2 separate regions of the Mus musculus genome follow, and region 1 is linked to region 2. A link is a contact called in public HiChIP or PLAC-seq data. All regions are on one chromosome and are shown on one strand. Each heading gives the region's core, a stretch centred on a gene start, on an enhancer-like site or on the middle of the called end of the contact. The rest is flanking DNA. Distances are from core to core; before and after follow the strand shown. Region 1 holds the start of 1600015H23Rik (RIKEN cDNA 1600015H23 gene). Region 2 overlaps Cep112 (centrosomal protein 112).

The links. HiChIP or PLAC-seq counts read pairs in DNA pulled down with a chosen protein or histone mark.
Region 1: an H3K27ac HiChIP or PLAC-seq map of trophoblast stem cells shows a contact between it and region 2, with 13 times the contacts expected there. The contact joins the promoter of 1600015H23Rik here to the enhancer-like site in region 2. A contact is called at or near these places in 1 of 39 promoter capture datasets (cranial neural crest), 1 of 484 Hi-C or Micro-C datasets (the G1E-ER4 cell line) and 2 of 115 datasets of contacts at active chromatin or transcription factors (embryonic stem cells and trophoblast stem cells).

Annotation. Positions count from the first base shown.
Region 1 is chr11:109,341,901-109,347,728 of GRCm38.p6, forward strand. 1600015H23Rik (RIKEN cDNA 1600015H23 gene) reads left to right here and starts at 2,025. Exons shown (of 2, transcript NR_166879.1): 1 at 2,025-2,231; 2 at 2,337-2,753. 1700096J18Rik (RIKEN cDNA 1700096J18 gene) reads left to right here and starts at 4,967. Exons shown (of 2, transcript NR_027883.1): 1 at 4,967-5,152.
Region 2 is chr11:108,442,803-108,449,291 of GRCm38.p6, forward strand. All of the region lies in intron 4 of Cep112 (centrosomal protein 112), which reads left to right. Among named protein-coding and RNA genes, the nearest start is that of Cep112, 21 kb to the left of the region's middle. Within about 2 kb of position 2,694, at least 6 of the 459 cell types and tissues checked have an H3K27ac peak or open chromatin away from gene starts, as enhancers often do. A contact at or near this core is called in trophoblast stem cells, where this site is marked.

The DNA of each region.
Region 1 (5,828 bases), core at 775-3,274, 900 kb after region 2:
ATTCATACACACACACACACACACATACACATAAGTGTGTGTGCCTCGGAGCCATCTCTAGGACTACAGCCCATGTTTCAAGTAAAGAGGGCCCTAGTAAGCTTCCAGGGTAAATTTCAACATCTGATCTATAGAACCCAGTTTGTCTCAGTTGCTGCTGCCTTTAACCAAGGACTCCTAGGTCTCACTGTGTGCATGCCAGGGTAGAGAACAGCATGAACTCATGCCACCATAAACCCTGGCTTGTTTCAGCCGCTGCCACCTTGTGCCCAAGGCTTCTCTGCTGTCTGGTCTGTTATAGACTAGGCCTTCCAGAACTCCCAGCCCCTCTGTGGCTCTCTCTAAGCACAGAACAGAAGCAGGTCAAGTGTGTTCAACTTTGACCTTGGGAAGGAGGGACTTTCCAAGGCTCTGGTTTCCTGGGAATAGGAGAGGGTGCAGGAAGATGGCATTCAGAAGAAAATGAGCACACATGACCATCTGGTAGGATTTTGTTGAATGTCCCCAGGTTTCACTTTCTTTATTTAGACAGAGTTTGGAATTCCATCTCATTCGGTCTTGGAGGCCACCCACTGTCACCCACCCACTGTCACTTGGGGGTGCTTCTGATGATTTACCCCAAAGTTCATCACAACTGCAACCACTCTAGGGCAATTCCAAGGCCTACCCAAATAAATCTGATGGGAGTCCTCAGGCTGCGCATCCTTTTTTGGAATTCTGGGTGTTCTCACTGTAGCTCTTCCTCACGTCATCTTTCTTACTAAGTCCTCAGCCCAGCCTCTACCCCATCCACATCCACATCCCCACCCCTGGCCAAGAGGCAGCAAAGCATGGTATCCACTGTGCTGGGCAGTCGGCAGTCGTGACCCGAAACACACACACACACACACACACACACACACACACACACACACACTCAGGTTAATCTTCATCTGGTTGTGTACTTTCCTGCTCTGAATCATCACCCTCTCCAGTTGTGAGTGTGCTCTTAAGTCTATGTACTCCTTGACTGTTGATCTCATTGACCTCTCTCTCTCTCTCTCCCTCTCTCTCTCTCTCTCTCTCTCTCTCTCTCTCTCTCTCTCTCTCTCTCTCGTGTGTGTGTGTGTGTGTGTGTGTGTGTGTGTCTGTCTGTCTCCATCTCCATCTCCAAGACTCTCTGCCCCCTTTCCTGGTTTCATGTATCTCAGACTGGCCTTAAACTCATGATGTAGCCAAGAATAATCTTGAACTTCTAATCCTCCTGCCTTCATCTCCTGAGTGCTGGAGTCACAGGCTTAGGACGCCATGCCTGCTTTACGTAGTACTGGGACTGAATCCACAGCCTCATGCAAGCTATGGAAGCACTCTGTCAGTTGAGCTCCATCTCCGGCTCCCCGACCCCATCTCCTGCCTGCACCACCTTCCATACCACCCCTCTCTCCCTTCTTAAGGCCCCCTCCCTGCTTCTGGGTCATGACACTATTCTGATGCTTATCCTTTATCTCATGGGTACTTCTTGGTTTTCTTTGCTGGATCTCCAAGCTGTCCGGTGAGTGTGTGTGCCTGGGAAAAGCTGAGTCTTTCCTTCTCTCTTCGCTCCCTATTCACTGGGCAGTTCACAAATCTCCATCTCTCGTGCTAAGAGATCTGATGACCTCTTTTGGACTCCACGGACATCCACATACACTCACAACCACACGTGCATATAAATAAAAAGAAAATAAATATTTCAAAATGCTTTTCTGGTGTTTTACATCACTCGGGTTTGGGTACTCTTGCATGGCAGCCCTGGTATGGAATCCCAGGTGCTGATAGTGCTGACCCTGAGAAGGGCTTAAATACCTCCTTACTGGGACAAGAGTGTTTTGGAATGCTAAGTGGATTGCTAGTCCCCTGGGGCTCTGTTGAGAATGCGGAGTAGATATGGACCTTCCCTAACTCAAGCTCCTGTCTCCGACTACATCAATTCACTCCAGGGTTTTTGTGACACGTGGTGATTTGTAAACCAGAGACACCCTGAGGACATACTATAAAGCCTATTCAAACCTCCAGCTCCTCGGTCCGAATCTAACACTTCACTGGCTTCCACCGCTGGACACTTCAGCTAAGGCGCTGGGCGTGGGCACAGGGAGAGTGTAGAGTTCCAAGGGGAGTCTGTGAAGCTACATGGTTTCTGTACACATTCACCCGGACTAGCTCCTGGGCCTCCTGTGACATCTGTGGTCTCATGCCGTGGTCAGGACACCCTGGTAGGTTCTCTGTCTGTTTCCCAACAATGACTCACTCACTGCTCCGTGAGGAGAAGCAAGCTGGGACTAAACAGCCTCTGTTTCTGCTTTCTTCTGTCTTTCCAGGAAGCACTTGGAACAGGATATAAAGGCAGCGCTTTCCACCCAGCCTGACATCCTGCTTCCAGATGCAAGACTCTGAGCAGGCACAAGGACATTCCCGAAGCAGCTGGGAGCAGGGAGCTTGAGGTCAAAATCCAAAGTCTAGTGGCTTCCAGCTTGGCCCTCACTTCGCCCTCCTTCTCCTCTTCTTGGCCCTCAGATATTTAGAATGATGCATTACACTCCGTAGTGGTTTGTGTAAGTGTCCCCCCCCCCCCAGCCCTGGCATCTAGACACTTGGTGTGGTCCCCACTTGGTGGCGCTGTGTGGGGAGGCTGTGCCACAGTCTGCTTCATTCAGCTCCCTGAGGTTAGCACTGTCTGATATTACTAACTGGAATTTTCCAGGAATAAAAAAAAAATCCATTAGTGTCTTCGCTGACCGGAGTATATGATTATAATTGTCCTATTTATTATTAGCCACTGTTGTGATGCCTAATTTATGACTCAAACTTTGCTGTCTGCAGTGTCCAGACTGGGAAATAAACAAAGTGCATGTGCGATTCAGAACTGGCTACAGTTTAGTGCATCCTTGGAGCATCCTGACACACATCTCTCTGGATAAGGGAGGGTCACTGTACATAAAATGGGAACAATGGCATTCCCAGCTTGTGTCATGGGACATACCACCTGACTATATGCCGGGAACTGAACTCAGGTCCTCCACAAGTGTAATGTGTACCCTTAGCCACCGAGTCATCTCTGCAGCTTGGCTGATGGCGTTGTTGCTTTGTCTAGTTTTGTTTTAGGTAGATTCTCATGCTCCTGTCTCTCAGGCTGGCTCCGTGTGGCTAGGCATGACTTTGGACTTCCGATCCTCTCACCTCCACATCCCAAGCGCTAAGATTACAGGCAGGCACCGTCATACTCAGGTTTATGTGATGTTGGGGATGGAACTCAGGACTTCCTTCAAGCCGAGAAAGCATGGTACCAACTAAGTTACATTTCCAGCCTTCAAATTGGTTATCTGTTATATTCTAAATCTCTCTGAAACGTAGTAGTTTTACCATAACAATGGACACTATTTTATATAGTTCCAGAAGCTCTAGAATTTGGAAGTAGTTCAGCCTCGGGGCCCCACCCAGGGTCTCTTGTGAGGTCACAGGCATTGTTACCTGCCTAGGGTTGAGCTGCAGTGACTCTCAACCTTCCTAATGCTGCAACCCTTTAATTCAGTTCCTTACCACAACCATGAAATTATTTCATTGCTACTTCATAACTGTAATTTTGCTACTGGTGTGAATTGTAACACAAATATCTGATATGCAGGATATCTGATATATGACTTCTAAGGATTTTCGACCCACTGGTTGAGAACCACGGAACAAGGGTCTGTTTCTGATACTGGTGTGGCCTCTGTGTTGGTGTTGCCTATAGGCAAGAAGCATCAACTCTTTGCCACACGATCTCTCTCCAGGGGGCCACTTGAGTGTCCCCACAAGATGGCAGCCAGCTTCTCCCCTGCCAGGTGACTCAAGAGAATACAGAAGCTATGGTGTCTTTTATGATCTACCTTCAGAAGTCCCCCTATACCACCTTGTTTACCCAGGATGGCCCTGTCTATTTGGGGAGGGGGCTACAGAAGGACAGGAACACTCATTATTAGCTACTTTTCTTGTTGATGACTAAATATCTGACAAGAAATGATTTAAGGACTCAGGATGTATCGTGGTTGAGTTCTGGGTTCAGCTCCAAGGACTACAAAAAATGAACATGGTGGTATGTACCTGTGATCTCAGCACTTATGAGGGTTAGAAGTTCATGGGCTTTCTCTGGTTTAATGGTAAGTTTGAAGACAGCCAGAGATATGGGTGGTCCTGTCTCAAGAAGTAGAAGGAAAATTGTAGGAGGGGAAAGAGGAGGAGGAGGGAAAGGGGGAGGAGGAAGAGGAGAAGAAAAAAGAAGAGGGGGAGGAAGAGGAAGGGGAGAGGAAAGAAGAAGGTGAGGAGGAGGGGGAGGGAGAAGGAGGAGGACTTAAGAGAAGGGTTGATCCTAGCTTATAGCTTGAAGTCTGTCATGATGGGGATGAAGCCATGGCTGGAATGTGAGATAGCAAGTTACATTGAGTCTCTAGTCAGAAAGCTGAGAACAGACAGGAAATGGGGCTTCCAGGCAATAAGAACTCAAGGTCAGGGCCCCCAGCGGCTTGCTTCCTCCAATAAGGTTTCACTTTCTGAAGGTTCTACAACCTTCCCAAACAGCGTCACCTGCTGAGGACCAAGTGCTCAAACACAGGAGCCTGTGGGGGACACTGCACATCCAAATCACATTACAAAAGGAACCATGTTGGCGTGCTATCCTGTGTGAGCCAGAGACCGGGCCCCACAGTTCAGATGGGAGAGAGAGAAAAGAAAGAGTCCTAGGGAACACTAGGATTGTTCTTAGCTCACTCTTTATGATATCTGTTGCCTTCCCTTCCCCCTCATGCCCCGCACCCCATTCTTTCCTCCAGTCAGATGTGAGGACTGAGTCTTTTATAATCAGAAGGGCACGGGGAAGAATGAGACTGTTTACACAGGCAAGCAGAACCTTTGTGAGGCTTTGGGGGGTGGGGTGGGGGGTGGGATGACCTAATGAGTTAAATGCTTGCTGGGCAAGTGTGAAGACCCAAGCGAGTGTGGATTGCCAGCCAGCACCCACTCAGAGCTGAGCCAGAGAGCATGTCTCCAGTCCCTAAGGCAAGTTGTGAGGTAAAGACGGGAGAGTCCACGGAGGCTGAGAAGCCAGCTAGCCTGTGGGCACTGCAGTGGACAGGAGACCCTGTCTCAGGCAAGGTACAAGGTAAGGACAGATGCCTGAAGTTGTTCTCTGGCCTCCACATGACCAGCATGGTATACATACCTGCACTCTCACCAAGAATGTACACACACACAATATACACACAACACACACACACACACATACCACACACACACAACACACACACAACACACACACACACAACACACACAACACACACAACACACACAACACACACACACACACACACACACACACATGATTTTTATCTTAAAACAACCATATGAGAGACCGTGAAAGGATTGGCAGACACTGAGAAGGGAAAATGTTTATAAATGAGTGGAAGAGGCAGAGGAGACTGTTCAACAAGAGCCAAACAAACACATTTAAGCCAGCTGGAGTAAGACAGTAAACGGTAGGGCATAGGGTTTGGCTGAAACATGTTCAAAGTTCCTGCAGGCTTGTTTGATGTGGGGATTTAGGCTGAGTAAATGGATTTGAGGAGTGTGAAAAAAAATTCTCCTCCGAGGGACATTTCAGGAGCTTGTCCCCGTAGGGTCAAGGCAATACCAGGAAGCGAACTTTAATAGCTTCCTTCTATCAGCGTAGGAAGCTGAAGCCGATAAGGAGTTGGAATGGAGTCTCCCAGTTTGAGGAGCTTCCCCAAAAGGAAACTTTGGAGAGGGAGATAGTCTGTGTTTACACAGCATGCCTTCGA
Region 2 (6,489 bases), core at 1,444-3,943:
AAATATTATTTTTTAAAAAAGATTTATTTTTATTTATGTGTGTGTGTCTTTGTTGAATGTATGGCATCTGTGGGGTGCCCATGGAGGTGGTCAGAAGAGGGAGATGGATTTCCTGGGCTGTAGTAACTGTCAGTTGTCAGCTACCCAATTTAGGTTCTGGGATCCAAAGTAGGGTCCTCTGGGAGAGCAGCAAGAACTCTAAACTGCTGAACTCTCTCTAGCCCCAGTGCAAATCTATGTACCACCCAGTCACTTGTCTTCAAAATGAAAACATAACAAAATCTACACATTAAGAAGTAATCTGTTTTTTGGCCCACTGTATTAGCTACCTTTTTTCACTGCTGGGACAAAATATTTGAGAAAAGCTACTTAAGGAGGGAGGGGCTTGTTTTAGTTCAGTGTGAGGGGTTAGAGTTTGTCATTTCAGGGCAGGCATGTTAGCATGAACCTGAGGTGTCGCTCACACTGCGGATGTGGACAAGTTTCTACCTTTCTCCCTGTTACTCAGCTCAACAGCCTGGCCCATGGGATGCACTGCCCATATTCTGGTAGAGCCTCCCTCTGTTAAGCCTCTTTGGAAATCATTTTACAGATATGCTTAGAAGAACATCTCCTGTGTCATTCCAAATCCCATCCATGTAACATGAATTAACCATCACCACTATCTATAACTTAAATAATTTTAATGAAAAATAGTTACTTGATTACAGGCATGTTATTGATTAAACGTTAAGCAAATAAAAAGCTGACTGTCTGATTCTCATCAATCCCGTCCATCCTCCATCCTCACAGCCTCACAGGCTCACAAAAGTCTGGCATCCAAGCCATTTCTGGTGACACTGTTACTTCTTCCTGTAAGGCCGCGCCCCACATGTCTCTGTGGTGCACTCCCCCCCTTTGCAAATACTTAATGTCTATCTTTTGTGGTAGAGTCCAGTTTCTTAAGGTAGGAGTTGTGTTTCTCATATTTGTGATTTATTTTCAATTTCTCATAGCAAATGGAAGCATGTTAGAAGTTTCCCAAGTCATTGTATTCGGTTGGGTTACATGTGTGCTTGGATGAAGGTTATTAGTCACTGCTACGTATTTAATTCACTGTGCAGAAAGACCTTCTAAGGTAGGCGTATTGTAGCGGATGTCATTGTTCAAAAGAATTTTAAAATTGAACTTTTAGAAAGTGTAGAGGGGAGGATAGACTTTAGAAAATGGTGGGGGACACACAGCCATGCACTGTAAAGCTGCCTGTACACACTGTGAAACACAGCACTGAAGGAGCCGGAGAGCACGTGCCAAAGGCAGTGTCGTGAGGCTGATGGCCACTTAGGGTCATAAGGCACGCCTCAGTATGCTGCACTCCTTTAATAACCATGGCCTGATTTATTTTAGCATTTAAATGTTATTTACGCTTTAATCCACACAAATATTACCTAACAGATATTTATCATTTTACATACTGGAGACATTTAAAAACTAAAACTAATATTTATTTTGGCTAAAGTTACAAAGATTGGTTTGAAGGCTGACTCTGCTGTGCCTGAGCTCAGAAGGGACTGAGGAGCCCACCAGGCCGCTTTCACTGGGCTCCTCTGGCTCGGCCTGCTCCTTTCCTCCGAGTGGTCACACTGTGCTCACGAAGAAGTTGGTGTCTGTTAATGTTGACCTACTACATCTAATAACTTCTGTAAGAAATTGTTTTAAAAAGTTTAAGAGGCTTATAATATTTGACACATGTATGTTTTTATAGTGAATAATTTATTGTTACTTAGAACTGAAGTTTAATGCTGCCTCATAAATTTTACAGCCACTTCAACTTGTCCTTTGAAAAACCTCTTTAATCTTAAAAGATTTTTCCCCCTTAGTGTTTCTTTTTTGATCACTTTATAAAACCCTGCTTTACTTAGACCTTTTTGTATGTGAAGCATTTCTAATGGCATTTTAGATTATGCTGTTTGTGCCCTAGCCTTTTTATATTATTAAAGATGCAGAGTCCTTTTGAAGCCTTTTTGTTAGGGTCCCTATTCAGAGGGACGACACCTTCCTTTACCTTTATTCTTTTGTAGGCTTGTAGCAGCCGCGCTTCGCACTCCCTAGAAGGATTACGAGGCCACATTCTAGCTCTTATTATCATGCTTCCTTTTTGTCTCCCCAAATGCAGCATGCATTAGTATATTTAGTATTTTACACTCAAAGCTCCAGTAATAGTCACTCTTCAGGCTCTTCCTTATTGCTTTTTTCATATTTTTTGGGGGGTAACATTCACATTATTACCCGTGTTTTCTTTTAAGACCCACTGAACTAAATGGGTATTATTATTAAAATTCTGCTATTACATTTTTGTATTTAGTATCTGGCTTTTTCTTGCCAAAGAAATACTGTAGTTAGTTGTATTTGACTTTAGCTGGTTATGACTATAAGATATTTCTGAGGAGCTCATAGACATCAAGGTCTGATAATCGCCTTGTTTTTATGATGGGTTGTCTCTAAGGTAGCCCTCAGAACTTGATTCCTGATATTCTTTGTATAATTTCCTCCTCATGGACATGGGCAGGGCCTGTGACTTGTTTCTAACCAATAGAATGTGGCAATGGTGATGTCATTCCTGTGATTTTTCTTATGTGTCAGTATGGCCTTACTGCCATAGCCTTTGTTGACTTTGAAGAAGTAGCCTTCATGATTCATGTAGCCACAGGGAACTGAATGCTGAGAATCATGGGAACAGGGAAGTGGGTCTTTCTATAGTTGAGTCTCCAAATGAAAACATAGCTCTCAGCAAATTACGGTTGAGGGCTTATGAGGTCATAAACAGAGGGCCTACCCTGCTGTTCCTAGACTTCCACAGAAGTATGAGAAAATATGTGTATAGTGTTTAAAATTCCTCGGTTATTGATAGTCTTGTGTAGCCATACATGATGGATGCAGACTTAATCTTAGTGTAAAAAGCTGTGAATACTTGTGGAAGCCTTAGCATAGCGTATGTAAAAGGAAAAGCCAAGGGTTTTTATGTTCTTCCTTTCCCACTTTCCTCAGGAGAAGTAATCCAGAGACAGTTTGGCACATACTATTCTCAAATGGATACCTCACATTTGTGCCCATGGGAGTAAGAAGTTACAAAGTGTTAGGGCTGCTCTGTAACTTTCTCTCTTTTTTTTTACTTAGGTCTCAAAACCACTGACACATAGTTTTAAAAACTATACAGAATTGTATTCTTTATTATTATAAAGAAAGCTTTGATTCACACCTTAATACCTACCTAGCTCATTGTGTATCTTGAGTTGAAATATACCTGGGATTTGTTTTAATCAAGTCTAATAAGGTGATGTGGAGACAGCTACCTTTTAAGAAGAGCTTGTCACTCAGATTCTAAGAGGAAGTACTACTATGTCCTGCAGGCTGTGTGGAGAGACCCAGGTTTTGCTCAGGAGGCAGAAGAAGCAAAGGTAGCAAACACATGGGTATGAATTAAAACACAGACAGGATAGTGGTTGGGATTTTAAAATATGATTTCCATGAGATAATATGGAGGTAAACAACTTTGGCTGTTAGTTTGGCCCAGCTTTTAAAGATACTAATTCATCAGTTATAGTATCAAGAATAGATGTACACACTTCATGTGTTTTAGACTATAATGGATTCCTAGAAGATGACTCTATTGTGGGATTATTTGTTGATTTAATATGTTGTATGATGATTTAAAATGGTGTATATGGGCTATCTTGGGAAGATATTTAAGATATATAAAGTTCTAAAAAGTGCGTAGGGGTATAAAACACTTGTGTGTAGAAGTGTTTTAAAGACATTGTGTGTGTGTGTCTGTCTATGTGTGTCTATGTCTGTGTGTGTGTATGTGTGTGTGTGTGTCTGTGTGTAAGTGTGTGTCTGTGTATGTGTCTGTGTGTATGTATACAAACCACCTTTTGTATACATGTTGCATACATACATACATACATACATACATATATACATACATGCATACATACATACAGTCAAATTGTCTTCTACAATACTAAACTTTTTAAGAGCTTTGGGCATACAAATTTCTAATATTTGTGCTGAAATTAACACATTTAACCATATAACAAACATGTCTGTAGATGTAACAAACCCGTGTGGAGACTTAAACATAAGAATGAACATTTCCTGATGAGCAAGCATTCCATATATTGTGAATCCCACTTGTTTTCTAGTTTGTTAAAGCAGGGAAGCCAGGAGAGCCATTTGTGCCGATTTATCTATTTTAGGTACTGTTCTGGATGTGTTTTTAATTATTTGGTTTGTTCCTCTATATAAACCTGGGAGATTACAGCATCACTTCTTTGTATCTGTGGAGGTAGAAGCAGCCTCAGGAGCCCACAGGGCTTCCTCAGCAGTGACTGGTATTGGAATGGGTTGTGTTTCTAGGATACCCTTATCTACAAATAGCTTAGGTAGAAATCATAGAAAATTTGTTTTTTTAAAAAAATTAGTGTTCAGGTAATATGTGAATGGGTGTTTTGCTTGTATGCATATCTTATGTGCAGTGTGCATGCAGTACCTGTAGAGGCCAGAAGAGGTCCCCAGTCAGATTCCCAGGGATTATAGTTATATGTGGTTAAGAGCTGCTATGTAGGTTCTGGGAATTGAACTTGTGTCCTTTGGAAGAGCCTGTGCTCTTAACTACTGAGCCACCTCTTCAGCCCTTTGTCTGTGATTTACTGGTGCCACCCCAGAAATCTGGACAAATTCCTTTGTCCTTAGTTGTTTTCTGGTTTGCCTTGGTTCAAATCCTACTTCTGATAACTTGGCAGCCAACTGTCCTCAGGTGAATTACTTAATTTCTCTAAACTCGAGTGCCATCATGTTGTAAGATGAGGTTGTATGGAACTCAGTGTCAGGATAAAGTGAAACAACATAGGAATTACTGAGTATCAGCTGTGGCTACTCCCGTTGGTGGCATGGTGGCCATTGTCCCAGTTCATTCAAGGACTCACTTGTCATAGTTTGACTGTCCTTCCTAAGGAGTCTCAAATCTACTAGTCATCAACTGTTTTCAGCTTCTAGAAGCCTGCTTGTATTCTCCACTAAAGTAAATTGACACTGGTGGGGGGGGGGTTCTGTTTGTAACTGCACACTATCAAAAGAGGTTGCTGTGGTTCTTATTTTGTTTGTTTTTGAAACAGGAGCTCATGTGTCAAGGATTGGCCTTGATCTTGCTAAGTAGCTGAGAATGAATTTGAGCTTCTGATCTTCTTGCTCCCACCTCCTGGGGATCAAACCCAAGGCCTCCTGCATGCTAGGCCAGCACTCCATCAACTGTTCTGCATCCCCGGCCTCCAAACTGGGGAAAGGTTTTAAGAGGTGATTTGTAGGCATGTTTATGCAAGGGAATTCGTTAGTCCCACTTTCTAGGATACAAGGAACACAGTGTGGTGCGCTGTGCTGTACCTGCATGTGCAGCTGTGGAGGAATGTGTAGACACCACTTCATGTCATTTCTGTGTTTTTTCATGTTCTTTCTCAAAGAGAAGATAAAGCTAACAGGTTGCATTCTTACAATTCTATGAAAGAGATTTTGAAGCTTTATAAAAAAAGAGTATTATTCAGTGAAATATGATGTTATCTGATAGTTTGTCTCCAAGGTACACTTGGAATCGGAGATAGAACAAGATGGAAAGAATACCTATTTAATACCATTTATTTTTTTATTGGAGAGTTTAATTAAACATTGGTCATTACTTTTGCTGGCTTTGTATGTGTGTGTGGATGTATGCACATGTTTATGTGCATGTGTGGGTTTGTGCATGTGGAGGCCAGAGGTGGATGCTGTCTTTCTCAGTCCCTTTCTACTTTATGTTTTGAGACAGGGTTTCTCACTAAAGTAGGGTCTCTTGCTGAGCCTGGAGCTCACTGCTTGGCTAGGCTGGCTGGCGAGTAAGATGCTGAGATCTGTCTGCTTCTGCTTCCAAAACCTTGGGATTTCAGTGTTGTTTCTCCAGGTTTTTAGTGTGGTGGTTGGGATGCACCATCAAACTATTGTATTTGTACAGTGTGAAATTTACCAACTAAACTATCCCCTCAGCCTTACTACTTCGCTTTTTAGAATAAAATACTTTATACCTGTGTGAAGGTAATTCACTTGATAAAAATATTATTACATTATTTAAAGTTTTCAATTAAAAGCTGTACAAGAAGAGTTAGAGGGTGCGCTGGATATATAGTTTTATATCAACTTGACACAAGCTAAAGTCTTCTGAAAGGAGAACATCTCAATTGAGAAAATGCTGCTATATTAGGACGTTTTCTTAATTAGTGATTGATGGGAGATGGCCCGGCCTATTGTGGGTGATGCCATTCCTGGCCTTGTGGTCCTGGATTCTATAAGGAAGCAGGCTTCGAAAGCCAGGGGAAGTAAGCCAGTGAGCAGCATCCATCCATAGCTTCTACATCAGCTCCTGCCTCCAGGTCCCTGACCTGTTTGAGTTTCTGTTATGACTGCCTTTGATGATGAACAGTG